2 separate regions of the Mus musculus genome follow, and region 2 is linked to region 1. A link is a contact called in public HiChIP or PLAC-seq data. All regions are on one chromosome and are shown on one strand. Each heading gives the region's core, a stretch centred on a gene start, on an enhancer-like site or on the middle of the called end of the contact. The rest is flanking DNA. Distances are from core to core; before and after follow the strand shown.

Evidence for each region. HiChIP or PLAC-seq counts read pairs in DNA pulled down with a chosen protein or histone mark.
Region 2: an H3K4me3 HiChIP or PLAC-seq map of embryonic basal ganglia shows a contact between it and region 1, with 8 times the contacts expected there. The contact joins two enhancer-like sites. A contact is called at or near these places in 5 of 484 Hi-C or Micro-C datasets (cerebral cortex, cortical neurons and uterus) and 2 of 115 datasets of contacts at active chromatin or transcription factors (embryonic basal ganglia and embryonic midbrain).

The regions. Positions count from the first base shown.
Region 1 is chr15:92,447,384-92,454,711 of GRCm38.p6, reverse strand. All of the region lies in intron 3 of Pdzrn4 (PDZ domain containing RING finger 4), which reads right to left. Among named protein-coding and RNA genes, the nearest start is that of Pdzrn4, 54 kb to the right of the region's middle. Within about 2 kb of position 2,826, at least 4 of the 459 cell types and tissues checked have an H3K27ac peak or open chromatin away from gene starts, as enhancers often do. A contact at or near this core is called in embryonic basal ganglia, where this site is marked.
Region 2 is chr15:93,098,131-93,105,458 of GRCm38.p6, reverse strand. No RefSeq gene overlaps it. Among named protein-coding and RNA genes, the nearest start is that of Gm30085, 100 kb to the right of the region's middle. Within about 2 kb of position 4,233, at least 3 of the 459 cell types and tissues checked have an H3K27ac peak or open chromatin away from gene starts, as enhancers often do. A contact at or near this core is called in embryonic basal ganglia, where this site is marked.

The DNA.
Region 1 (7,328 bases), core at 1,577-4,076:
AAAGGCCATAAAAGCCATTTGAGGTGGGGTGGACAAGGACCCCAAACCAAGCCTGAGAGCTATACCAGTGACCTATTAAGCTCCAAATGAAATGAACCTGGTGTGGTCTAAAAGGGAATCTGCATACAGCCCAAGTGGTTTGCATCTTCTAGCTGTCTAGGCATCTGCATTGCAGCTACACACAGGAGTGATGTTCCTGACTGTTGCTTACCACCTGACTCAGTCTAAACCTTCTTTAGGACAAGTTCAGGATCCTTTGTATAAAAAGTTCAGCCCACCACATACAGGTTAGTAGACTGGTGGGCTAAAATGCATTATCTTTATAGTCTGAAGACTCTAGGAAGTTCAAAACTTTTAAAATGAGCTTCAGTTATAAAGCATGCTATTTACGGCTCAGTGAAGGGTACCGAAGACATATGAAATCAGTGTTTTCTTTACGATTTGTGGATCAATGTGGTCCTCATATATGAGTACTTCAGTCAACATTGCAAAGGTTTGGAAAGTTGTGCTGTGCATCAGCAAACAGCTGATGTGCTTTCTTACAATTAATGTACATGGCTACAAATCCAGAAATGAAGAACAAAAATGAAATATCTGCCTCACCTCCTTTTGAACAACTGTATTCTCCATTAAGTCTTTCTTTTGTTCCTTTTTTTAAAAAGATTTTCTTTCTTCCTTTCCTTTCCTTTCCTTTCTTCTTTCTTTCTTTCTTTCTTTCTTTCTTTCTTTCTCTCTTTCTTTCTTTCTTTCTTTCTCTCTTTCTTTCTTTCTTTCTTTCTCTTTCTTTCTTTCTCTTTCTTTCTTTCTTTCTTTCTTTCTTCTTTCTTCTTTCTTTCTTCTTTCTTTCTTTCTTCTTTCTTTCTTCTTTCTTCTTTCTTTCTTCTTTCTTTCTTCTTTCTCTCTCTCTCTCTCTCTCTCTCTCTTTCTCTTTCTTTCTTTCTTTCTTTCTTTTTCTTTCTTTCAGCAAGCTGTAGCTATCTTCTTCAGACACACCAGAAGAGGACATCGGATCCCATTACAGATGGTTGTGAACCACCAGGTGGTTGCTGGGAATTGAACTCAGGACCTCTGGAAGATCAGACAGCTCTCTTAACCGTTGAGCCATCTCTCCAGCCCCAATGAAGTATTTCTTACCATCTCTATTCAGATCTTTGTTATTTATTTATCACATGAGAAGATTTCATGTTAAAGGACATACGCATATGCTCAGCCAAAACAATGCAAACTGGCCTCCTCCATGTGTGTTCAAATCCCTGTCCCTGCTGAAGGGGAAATCAATACATACAGGTGGCTTTAATAGTTAAAAAATATAATGTGTTTCTTCAGATCATATATGTATAATTAACTGAGACTTGCTATTTATCAGGCCAGCTTGTCACTGTTTGAAACACGTCTGATGAACTGGTGGCCATGATGGCTTCAAGACAAGTAGTTCCTGGAAGGGGATCTGTATCTTTCAAAAGGATAAACTAACTAACAGTAAGAACACATTGATTTCTAATCCCTGAAATGAAAGCTGAGAGAACAGGGGTGGCGAGAAGAGCAGGTGCTTTGGATCATAGCCTGAGATCTATTTTTTAAGGAGACAACATGCCATATTGCAAATAGAGACATGAAGAAGAACTAGCTCTCCAATTAGGACAAAACCATCCACTGCAGGCCATAAAACAACAGGAGACATCATGCTCTCGATACCTGAGAATTACTGTCACTTGTTATCTTAGCATGCCGCTCACTCAGAAATTTACCCAGGGGACCTGGAGCTCATCTAAACACTTTCAGGAAACATCCAGGGCCTTATGGCACACTGTTCTTTCAGGCCTCAGAGTAGAAGTTAGCCAGAGCCTAGTGCCATACGAAATGATTTATTACCACAGGCTGAACTAATGCGTTCTGCTTTACAACAATCCTGGCAGGCCAGGGGAGAGGCTACGTTTATCACCAACAGTACATAGTGCTGAAGAGCTCTGTGTTATTCATAAGCTGCCTTCTCTGTGCCATCGTAATGCTGATAAATTAGGAAAAAATGCATATTTTATTTCAATTTATAACATATTGTTATATACCTATCAATACATCACGTCGCAGCAGGCGGAGCAAATGTTACTGCTGGGGGCTGCTGACATGCTTCAGTAAAGCTCAGAGGAACTGCTCGGACAATGCCACGTCATGGCTAGCATGGCAAATAAAAAGCCACTTTTATCTCTCATAATATTTAGAGGAGATTTGCAGAAATGTCAGTGCTGCGTAAAGGAGAAACTGGAGGGAAAGTCCCAAGGGACACAAAATTTTCCACTGCAAGTCCTTGGGAGGAGTAGGGTCTTCTACACGCCAAATGACAGCTCTGGGTGATGCTTAGTCCCTCCTCCCAAAAAAAGGAACAGTGAAATGGATTTATAAAGCAGGATTTTGCCATTCTCCATTATTTTGGTTGTCTTCTTTTGCTTCTCTTGTCTCTGATGGTGAAATGCCCCATTCTAAAGACACATTTTGAGATGATGCCTTGATTTTTTTTTTTTTTTTGTGGATTCCCACATTTTATGCACCTTTTAATTTTACAACTTCCTTTTTCCGATATTAGTCAGGCTGCATAGACAGATGGTACTCAGGTCTTACAGTAGACTTAGCAATCTCCTTTTCTGTCCTATGCAAAAACAGTAGTTGGGATGTAACGAATAAAAGCTAATTTAAGGGTAATTGATACTCTTAATAAGGCAGAGTTGGTTTTAGACATCAAGAATTCAATAGATATAGTTTGGAGCTGACAGAGTGTTGGTACTCAGTTTAACTGCTTCAATCACAAATTAGACATCTAAGCCCCTGATATGTCTGTGCCCGGCTACGTATCTAGAAGAACCCCAATTAGATCACAAATTTGTCTCCTAATTTAAATCTATTATTTCAAGTGCCCTTTCTGGAGTTTAAAATGCAAATTTATACATGAGATTTTTCTTCTAAAGACTTAATGTTTGGATATAATGACCCTTTCCCATTTCACAGCACCCAAATATGTTGCTGTTGCTCTAAGTCATTGGAAACATCCAGTTATAATAAAACAGATACAAAGGCTGCCTTCCTGGGGTTTTATGCCTAAGCTGGGGAAATTGTCAGACTTAAGAAATAAGATCCAATAACCATTACCAGTGAACTAGAGGAAGAAAAACTACCAAAAGAAGAAAAAGGTATTGGATTAGTTACATAGTTGAAGGTATGAGCAGCCGTGTGTGTGTGTGTGTGTGTGTGTGTGTGTGTCTGCGGTGTGTGCATGTGTGTGTGTGCATGTATGTATGTGTGTGTGCGGTGTGTGTGTGTGTGGTGTGTGTGTGTGTATGTGTGTCTGTGTGTGTGTGTGTCTGTGTGTGTGTGCGGTGTGTGTATGTGTGTGTGCATGTATGTATGTGTGTGTGCGGTGTGTGTGTATGTGTGTGTGCGGTGTGCGGTGTGTGTGTGTGTGTATTTGTATATGTGTGTGTATGTGTGTATATATGTATGTGTGTATGTGTGTGTGTATGTGTGTATGTGTGTGTGTGTGTATGTGGTGTGTGTGTATGTGTGTGTGTGGTGTGTGTGTATGTGTGTGTATGTGGTGTATGTGTATGTGTGTATGTGTGTGTGTGTGGTGTGTGTGTATGTGTGTGTATGTGTGTATGTGTGTGTGTTTGTGTGTATGTGTGTATGTGTGTGTGTGGTGTGTGTGTGTGTGCGGTGTGTGTATGTGTGTGTATGTGTGTATATGTATGTATGTGTGTGTGTATGTGTGTGTTTGTGTGTATGTGTGTATGTGTGTGTATGTGTGTGTGTATGTGGTGTGTGTGTATGTGTGTGTGCGGTGTATGTGTATGTGTGTATTTGTATGTGTGTATGTATGTGTGTGTGTGTCTGTGTGTGTCTGTGTGCGTCTGTGTGTAGCAGGAGCTAGGTCTTAACACAGAGAAGTCCAGATCCACTATCTTTCATTACTCTTGGGGGCTTTGGCAAACCGCAGAAGACTTCAAGCAGACTCCCAGTGAATACCGAACATCTGCCTTTTCTACTGTTGGTGCAGATATTACCTATCCCAAAGAAATGCTATTCATTCCCTCATTCCATGCAAAGGTACAACAGTATGGCCGCTCAATACCCAGCACAGCTTAATACTGTGCTCAGCTTGCTGGACACACCAGGGTCAGTGAAGGCTGGTGGAAGTTTTAAACAGACATTGCTTCTCAGCTGCCAGAGATGCATGGCTGGCCCTCATCGACTGATATTGCAGTGTCCTTAAGCATGGTGGGAGAAGGAGAAACTCCGAGCTATCAATATCTTACTTACTCATAATCTGTTCTGGAACCAGCAACTTGGCCACACGTTGTTGCTTCCTCCCCACCAGGTGCTGAGCAGTGATAGAAAAACATTTTCAATATTTGAAAGGTTTTTCTTGGTGCTTTTCTGCAAATTGCCATAGTCACCACACAGTTGGGTCTTCACACCAGTCTAAGATGTCCCATTCTTTTGTCTCAAAAATTCTCTTCTCCTGTTCACAGATTATTAGTGTTCAACTTGAAAGTCGTAATAACTTTCATGCCTATATTGTTAGTTTTATTCATTAGTTTTTAAATCATATTTCACACAGACCAGAGCTAGGTCCAGCCATTCTCTCACGCTAGGACGTAATGACTCACCAAAGGAAAACAGAGACCAGCTAAACCACTAAAGCTTTACTATACATTCCCAATAGAACCCAGTGAACTGAATAAAAGTGGCCAATTGACCTTTCCTTTTACTGCCGTAAGGATCCTTTTGGATAAAGCAAGTATTTGCTGCTCAGTTCAGTTTGTAAATTATCCAAGGTGCTTTAGCTTCTTAGAATTTTTTTTTTTAAACTATAGACTCTGGAAACCAAATAAAGCCAAGAGAGCTAGATACAGTTTAATTAATTAACTAATTAATTAATTGATTAATTCATTAATGTATGAGTGCTCTGCTGCATGTACACTTGAATGCCAGAAGAGGGCATCAGATCCCATTATAGATGATTGTGAGCCACCATGTGGTTGCTGGGAATTAAACTCAGGACCTCTAGAAGAGCAGCCTCTCTTAACTGCTGAGCCATCTCTCTAGCTCCTAGATATAATATTTTACTTTTCCTTTGGTTATTATTCTTACACAATCTAGAGTGGTAGGGATCCCTAGGAGTCTTTCTAGGCTGGAATTTTTTATCTGGTAGCTAGGATGCCTTCGGTCACAGGGGTTGGGCTGGCTATAAGTGAGAGAATGAGGATAAGGACACATTGACAGCCCAGTAACCTATAAACATCCCATTCTCTACCCACTCCATCCCATTCTCTACAAACACATAAGCTGTGCACAGGCTGCCACGCCATGCTTTCCATTCACGCATGTTACACGTATGCCAGGGCGCTCACATCGGATGTTCTGTTTTGTGTTTCAGCTGTGGGCCTAACGCAGAAGTAAGAGTCACCATGCCCACATTCTAATGCTGAACTGGATCACCACAGCAGACTGGGACATCTGGCATCCTGAACAGATCTGAGACCACCGTTTGAATCTATATTTTGGTTGACATCAAATTTCTCTGGACAGAGTTGGGAGAAAAAGAGCACTTGCCCACGTTTTCTAGAAAGTTTCAGGAAGAATTTCTTTGGGGTAACTGAGGGGGTCTAAAGTTGAATCGGGTGTGGGATTCTGACTGGTAAGACTTTGATGATAAAAGCCTATCTATTCATGGGGTTATAAATGACTAGCCAGGCTGGTCAGGTTCTGGGAAAGTATACCAAAAAAAAAAAAATGCTTTGTATCATACCATATGTACCTCCGCTCTCTTCACATAATATCAGAAGGCAACCATTTATAAAGTGAATAAACTGTTGGCTTAGCAGACTGTGAACACCAGCCTGCCACAGCCATTAACTTTCTGCCTATAAGAATTGAAATGTCTCTTTCCATTTGATTAAAAACATTAACCGGCATGAAAAGATAACTTTTCTTTCTATAGCTCTCTTTGTTTATTTTTCTTTCCGGACATCTGAATATAACATAAAAATCAGCATGTAGGACTACCCACTCATTCAGTCCTATTACTGAACAGGTCACACACAAAACAAAAGGGAGGGGAGGTCGTATCTCTGAGTAGAGCCAGAAAATTAGAACCATAGCATCCCTCTGGTGTCCATGCAAACACGGAGTGCCAAGGGTGCATGCTGACTTACGGCTGTGGCTTTTCCATCTAGGAGAACGATTAGCATAATTGGGTTTAGATCAGATGGAAGCCATTAGCCTTAAATTTCTTGCTGAGGCCTAAAGTGTCTAACTAATATCCATTTTATTCCATGTTACCTTCTACTTGCTCACATAAATTATCTTCCCTTCTGCCAGGCATAAGAAAAACTCATCCTTATCCTTATGTGAATTTTATCCTCCACTCTTATTCCACCATGTGCTCTATAGAAACCACTTTCCTTTAAACCAAAGAGCAGCAAAGCCCCTTAGTTGTCACCACAAGCATTATTAACTTAAGCCAGCACAGCTGATGGTCACTGAGTACCATCAGAGTTGTCATCCCACTTCCCAAGTGGACCAGGCAAGCTCTCGACAAGCTGAGCATCAGATGAACACATGCATGGGATGAGGACGAGGGCCATCTGTTTGTTGACACCATACTTGGGATATGCCCGAGCTTTTGAGCCAAAAGGTGTTCGCAATGAAAGCTGCCCCCTCCCTCCCTCACCAGGGAAGACAGTGCCGGCCAGCCTCTGAGCTGTGGTACATTCATGCCTGTACTATTTTCAGCAAGCGCCTGTAAGAAGAGGCAACGGATTTTATACATTTGGCATTATTACCACCACCCCCCCCCCAAAAAAAAAAAAAAACTCCATGGGAAAGAAAAAGCTTTGCTGTGGGAAGCAGGGTTTCAGGCCCCGTCTCAGATGCTTGGCTGCTTCTGCCACCTGCTGGCTTCAGGCTGGAAAGTTTCAACTTCTTCCCTCTCACAGTAGAGATTTCATGATGTTTATTGTTCAGCTGAATTGATGGGGTGGAATCTTAGAAGACCACAAGTTAAAGGGTTGTAGGTCGTTGCTGAGACCAAACATTTTAAATATAGGCTTCGTTTTAGCACTTGCTGACACTCAGGAAGTCATGAGTGGGTTGCTGTTTGCATATGCCCACACCCAGATTCCCATTGACAACACTTTATTCTGTCCCATTTGTCACAATAACTACCAAAGCAGGTAAGAGCATTATGAACTAAAGGAGAACAGAAGTATTGAGAGTATCAAAAGCCATGAACTATGATTTATCAAGACTAACACAGGTAGGTATTGGGCAGCTCC
Region 2 (7,328 bases), core at 2,984-5,483, 650 kb before region 1:
GCTTCCTCGGGGACTTGACATGCGATAGCTTAGTGAATCCTCTAAAATGAACCGCGGCTATTGGAAAAATATATATTACATTGGTGCATTGATCCAGTATGCAAATAAAATTTAAAAAAATCATACTGTGGCCACCACCATAAATGCATTGATGTCTCTTATTGTGTAGGTGGTTAGGCAGCGGCTTGAAAATCCACTTAAAAGTTGTTTGGGAAAGACAGCAAATGCTGGCAAGGAACCCTTATGTATGGCTGATGGGAAAGCGAATGGATACAGACAGCTGTTAAAATCAGTGTGGAGGTTCCTTTAAAAAAAACAAACAAACTAGAAACAGATGTATTGTAAAACAAACAAACTAGAAACAGATGTATCGAATGGCTCAGATACATGTCTGGCGTATACAGAGTGGACTCTCCTTTTTGCTACAGGGACACTTTCTCACCCTTGTTCACTGCTGCTCTGTTCCCCATAGTTCCCAACAGACACAGCCTAGATTCACATCTACTGATAAATGGGTACTGAAAACATGGTACCTGCACACTACAGAATTTTATTTGGCCGTGAAGAGAAGCGTAATTATGAAATCGAGTGAAGTGACTCAGCCGCCAAAGACAAAGTTAGTTACATGTTCCCCCTCATATGTGGACCCTAGCATCCAGATTTTGAACTTGTTTGTTAGTGTGTAAACACTGTAGCATGGCTCATGAGCCTCCCCCCTAGCTAAGAAGCCACTGCATTTGATCACATCAGGGCTGGAAGAGTCAGTTTTCTTTTGGGGCCTCTGGTAGTTCACCTAGTCTTTGGTGGTGGCCTTGTGATGGCAGTTCTTGGTTGTCAAGTTGACTATGTTTGGGATGAACTACAGTCCATAAATGGAGGACACACCTGTGGCCCAGATTTTGGGGCAGGAAGACAACACGACTTTGCTCCAGACCTTGAGGTGGGCTGACACTGTTCTTAACCCAGATTGATACATGTCTTCAATCCACATCTCGAGGCACACCTTTAATCTGGGCCATTCCTTCTGCTGGGGGCCTGAATAAGGACAATGGGAGAAGGAAGGGTTGTTCTCTCTTTGCCTGCTTGTGCTCACTTGGCCAGCACATCTATCAGAGCCTGCTTCTTCAGGATTCCAGCTTGTACAGAAGACCAGCAGAAACACCCAGCCTCCTGGGACTGAGCAATTTGGATTTTCCATTCACAGCTGGCCATTGTTGGGTTGTTTGGACTGCAGCCCTTGTAAGTCATTCCAGTGAATTCCATATATATATATATATATATATGGAATATATATTTACTCATTCCATAAGTCCTTGAGACCCTTGAGAACCCTAATACAGGCCTCACACCCATGAATACACGGGCAGAACAAATTGGATTTATAAAAAGAAAAACAATGACCCAGAGATGGAGAGTGGATCTGGGAGGAGTTAGGAGGAAGGAGCAGAAGCTGAACGTGATCAACATATATTGTGTGTAGGCTTGAATTTTCAAAGGAGTATTAATCATTATATTTAAAATCTGTGCAGTTGTAGCATGCTGTATCACAAAGGGGTTCTCATGCACATTAGTATGGATCAGTCCTGAATCCAAATTTAAGTGTCATTTTATATTTTGAGCAAAATTAGTTTATTATTATTATTATTATTATTATTATTATTATTATTATTGTTATTATGTGTCATTGTGGATTGAATGGAGGGCCTTGTGAATGTTTGGCAAGTGCTCAGCAACCCAGGCAGACCTCGAAATAGCAACTGTTCTGTTTCAGTTTCCCTATGCCACCGAGTGGCTAGATTTACAGACCTGTGGCACCATGCCAGACTCTCCAAATTCCTATCCCAGCTAACAAGCTCATACTCCTTGGTTTAAAGTCAGGAGGGGAATGGTACCTCTCAAGCAATACTGTGAGGATTAAATCAGATCGTAATTTTAAAACGATAAAAATAGACAATGCGTTCTGCAGCAAAATCCATTTTCTATTCCTTTTCTCAAATTCTCTTTCCCCTCCCTCCCTCCCTCCCTCCCTCCCTCCCTCCCTCCCTCCCTCCCTCCCTCCCTCTGTTGCATGATCATGGAATTTTATTTGTACTACTTAAAATTAACCACTACCCCCCTCATATGTTCACATATTGCAGCATTTGGTCCCTGGCTGTTGGCACTGTTTGGGGAGGTTATTGGACCTCTGGAGGTGGAGCCTTGTAGGAGGAAATACATCACTGGGAGGTGGGCCTTGAGATTTTATGACCCCGCCTCACTTCTAGTTCCCACTCTCTGCTTAATATATATAGTTTGGGATGTAATCTTTCTACCGCCCAATCCAGGTTCCTTCTTTTTTTGCCTCCATCACCATTTTGGGCCCTCACTCTGGAATTGTAAACCATAATAAACTCTTCATAAATTGCTTTGGCCATAGTACTTTATCACAGCATCAGAAAAGTAACAGATACATCTAGTGTCCGTCGGAAGAAAAGCTGGGGCTGTAACTCTCTTTTCCATTATTCTCTAGGAGATGGAACTGTCTGTCCAACCGCTTAGGTGAGCACTTTATGTAAATGCACCTCCTTGTAGGTTTGAAGACAGGTCACGTATTCTAAGAGCAAACTCTCAGCTGCAGAGTTGGGGGCTCCTGCAAGCATCACATCTAGGGTGGGATATTGTCTCCACGTTCTCTTTTCCCTTAACCTCTGTGTATTTCAGAATGTGTTTAATCGTCTCTTTTGTCTTTCACTATGTTAGAGAAATTAAGCCTGGCTTTGCTATTCAAGCTCGGGACATCCAAGATGGCAGGAAAAACAAGACAAGGTCTTTGCTTTAATTTTATGAAAATTTCCATTTTTGGCTAAGATGGTTAAATTGACAATGGAGGCTTCAGATAACTCTAGATTCTCCTAGTGTTCAAACTCATTATTGAAGTCATCATTTTAAAAATAATCTATCTATCTATATTTGTTTTTATTTGACTGGGTGAATTTTGCCTGTGCACCATGCACATGCATTGCTTATGGAGGCCAGAAGAGGGTGTTGGATCCACAGGAACTAAAGTTACATGGTTGTGAGCTGCCATGTGGTTGCTTGAAATCATATCCAGGTCCTCTGGAAGAGCAGCCTGTGTTTCTAACCATTGACCCATCTCTCCAGCCCCTGAAGCCATCAATCTTGAGAAAAAAAAAAAGTTAAAAGTCTCCAGCTTGAGGATGGGTTTAAAAGACTTAAGTTTTCTTGGGTTGCAGTTTATTTTTGTTGGCATCAGATGCATGGCTGTCTATGGCTGTGGCTCTCACACAGTACTCCGTGGAATTCCTCAGTGCTCATGCCCACTGGTGCCATCGTTTGGCTCAGAAATATCCAAGAGCTGTGGAAGCATTGCTGGGCGTTGTTAAGCATCTGTGAGCTCCTTCAGTTTTCTTTTCAAGAAACGGGATTGAGAAACCAGCAATTAATTGCTTAGCAACGTAGTGTTTTCAAGCAATCTTGGGTTTCCAGGATCAAGAGAAAACATATCCATCCGCTCCATCTCCGGTTGGTACCGGGTTTCCTCGCCATAGTTCTTAATAGCAATGGATGCCAGCCGCTTGATGACATTATCTCTAGAGTTACTGCTTTGAGAATTAATATTTGAATTGTAGCTACCTCCGTGAAATATCTGTAGGAAGACTCACTTTCACTTTGAAACATATAATGTCAGTGTACTATCCCTTCTTATGGCCGATAATATCAAGGACATATATCCTTTGATGATATCAAGGACAGTAGAAGCATAAATATGTCCGTGAAGATGTTCTACATTGAATTATTGAATGGAGACAGGGAGTCTGCTGGAAACCATACTAATGTCCCATGCTCAGACACTTTCTTGTATCTGGTCACTGCCAGGAAAAGCAGCTATTTGGGTTAATCTGCAATATCTTTGGGGTTGGTATTTCTCATCAGAAGATGGTATATGAGTCCCACCTTCCCTGAGTTGATAAGCTGTGAACAGTTTAGACTTGCAGGATAAAGAAGCCCTTTCTTGTCCTACATACTTCGCTTAAGAAGTGCATCTTAAGGAAAAGTGTGGTACAAATTGCCGCCTTGGTGTAGACATGTAAAAATAAGTATATCCGAATCAAAGCTTTCCTTTACTTAATGTGGGATAATTTTCAGTAAAGTCACCATCAGTAATTACCCTGTGATGTCTCTTAGGACGGCATCTCCTAGTCTGGCTATAGTGGTAAGCTTGCCCTGTGGAGATTCGGGCTGTTTTAGACACTTAGGGTTGCCCCTCTTCTTCTCAGGCTTGTCTGAAGAGGGCCTGGCTTCCTAATTGCTGGTGAGGCTACCATAAGAACACTCATGAGGTCCCATTTCTCCTTTCAAGGGGCTTTACAAAATATCAATTAATTGCTTTGAATGGGAAGCTAGCTCTGCAGCTGCCGGGAGAGAGAGAGAGAGCTCGCTCGCTCGCAGTGATTGGCCCATTATGGCTTACAGCTGTTGGAAATGTTCTTCAAAGCATAATTACAGATCTTCATATATATTTAAAGAAAAAGGAGCAGGAGGAAGGCCACCGAGGGTCCTCTATAACAAATGACTCTCATCTTCCATTCTTTTGGAAAGCAGCGGCTTCCTATAAACAGTTGTCCTCCCTGGACAGAGAGAATGAAAGTGTTACACTATCCCTGTCCCCAAGCAAGAAGACAGTTGAATCCCCTTGGAGAAGCCAAACCCAGTCTCTCACGTTCCAGCTTGGGTCTGTTTAAGATAATAATAATATTAATGATAATAATAACAGCAACAATAATAATTTGTTATCAATGGTGTGGTGGCTGCCAGACTCTTCTGGATGCAGCTTTTATTTGCTATTTGATCTAAGGTTGGCTTTGTTTTCTCTTGTTCTCTGTCTCTTTCTTCTTCCTGTCTTTCTTTCCTCCCTCTTGCCCCTGTCTCTCTTTCCTGCATATGTGACTCTCCGTGATACACAGATACATTGCTAATTCTATTAATTTTCTTATCAAATCCAGCAAGGTAATCAAAGCTTCCAATTTAGTGATTTATTATCTGCAGTGAGCTGCGCGGAGTGCACCTTTCATTCTGTGTAATTGGCCCGGGAGGGGAAGAGACTTTCTGGGGGGGATGTGCCTTCAACTAACCGTTTCCATTTCAATTGAATATTGAGCAAACAAATGGAGTGTCCTTTCATCGGCTTAAACCATTTAAAGTGATAAAGCTAGCGATTTTGCATTTGAATATCTGCCAGGGATATCTGTGGATGAGACTCTGACGCTGAAGATATTAAAATATGAGCATATTCACATCCCTCTATAAGATTTGCTCTCAATCAAACATCTGCGTATGATATGTTAATCAATGTGTAAAAGGCAACATTGATCAGACGTGCAGTGTGTCTCTTACTGTTGCACCATCCTGGAGACAAACAACTTCCCTTTTTCAACCAAGTGCTGGGTCCTGTGTAGATTGGAGTTGCCTGCATAATTGGTGGAGTCAGATACTGAAACATTAAATAGAATTTAGCACCAAAATGCAGGGACAAAGTATATCCTATTTATTCCATTTCTACCCAGCCCTTCCCTACTCTAACTTCTCCCATGTGGCCCTCACCTTGAATCCATGACCTTTTTTATAATTATTATTGCTATGCACATACATACATGCAGATATAAACTAGAGTCCACTTAATGTTATCCTTATGTGTACGTGCTTAGGGCCGACCACTTGAATAATGCACCGGGAGCCTCATTCCCGGAGAAGATGGGGTCTCCCTTTCTCAGCAGCAACTGGTTGCCTAACACTTTTCGTCTAGGGTTTGGGCCTTGTGATGTTTTCTCCACTCTGTGTTGGCATGTTAGCTGATATAATCATTGTCCGGGTCTTATGCACGTACAGACAAGCATATTGTTGAGATTCTGTGGCTATAGCTTCCCTATCATGGCTCGAAGATCCTGTCTCAAAGCAGGTGTTCTGATCTTCTGGCTTTAAAGTAACCATACTGTTCCCTTCTTCTGCCGTGTTCCATGAGTCATTCCTAAAGGTTCGGTGTATATGGTTTTTAGTGTGGTTTTATTTTTTTTCCCAGAGATAAACCTTACAATCTCACCAACAAAACTAAATTTTGTTTACAGTAAAAGCATCAGTTCTCAACTCCCTTCCAACCTAGTGTCTTGTTCTGGCATTAGAGCTTACCTCTATAGAATTATGATATATACTGAAGAACAACTGACATGTATTAAAAAAAAAACCAAATAGTCCAATTAACAATGAGGTACATATCTAAATAGATAAGAACACTTAAAGAAACGTTGAACATCCTTAGCCATCAGGGAGATGCAAATCAAAACTACCTTGAAATTCTATCTCACACCTGTCAGAATGGCTAAGATCAATAAATAATGCAAGTAGCTCATGTTGGCAAGGATGGGGAACAAGGGTGAACACTTATCCACTGCTGATGGAATGCAAGCTTGGACAGCTACTATAGAAATCAATTCTCCAGAAAGTTGGAAATCTAGCTACCTCAAGATCCAGCTATACCACTCTTGGGCATATGCCTAAAGGATACTCCATCCTACCATGAACACATGTGCTCAAACATGTTCATTGTGGCTTGATTCATAATAGTCAGAAACTGGGCACAACTTAGATGTATCTCAACAGAAGAACAGATAAAGAAAATATGGTATAATTTGCACAATGGAGTATTATTCAGCTGTTAAAAAAATTGAATCATGAAAATTTCAGGCACTTAGATGGAACTAGAAAAGAAATCATCCTGAGCAAGGTAACACAGACTCAGAAAGTATTTGCTGATAAGTGATATTAGTTATTAAGTAAATGACAACCGAGTTGCAACTTGTAGACCCACAGATGTTAAGTATAGAGGAAGGGTTAGGGGGTTATACATGGAGTGGGGAATACAATAGATCTTATGAGGAGACTAGAGGTGGGAAGGGATGGAAGCAGGAGGATCAGGTAGAGAGGGAGAGGAGAGAGAGGGTAGAGGGAGAGAATGCAGGGGTAGACAGCTGGAATTGGGGGCATTTGGGGGACGGTATGGAAACCTAATGCAATGGAAACTTTATAAAAGACATGAAGGGGATCCTAGTGAGCTCCCCTAATAATGGGGGATACGGATTCTCAACTGGTCATTTCTTGTTACCAAACAGGTCTTACAGTAGCAGGACTGGATTGGATTCAAGTGAATTATTGGTCAAGGCTATCCCTATGGGAATCCCCAAACAACCCAGGCTGTTGCTAAGACAGTGAGTTGCTCTTCACAAACTGACAGCAGGGTCCCATTGCCAAGCATCTAATTTGGAGCTTGCTTATAG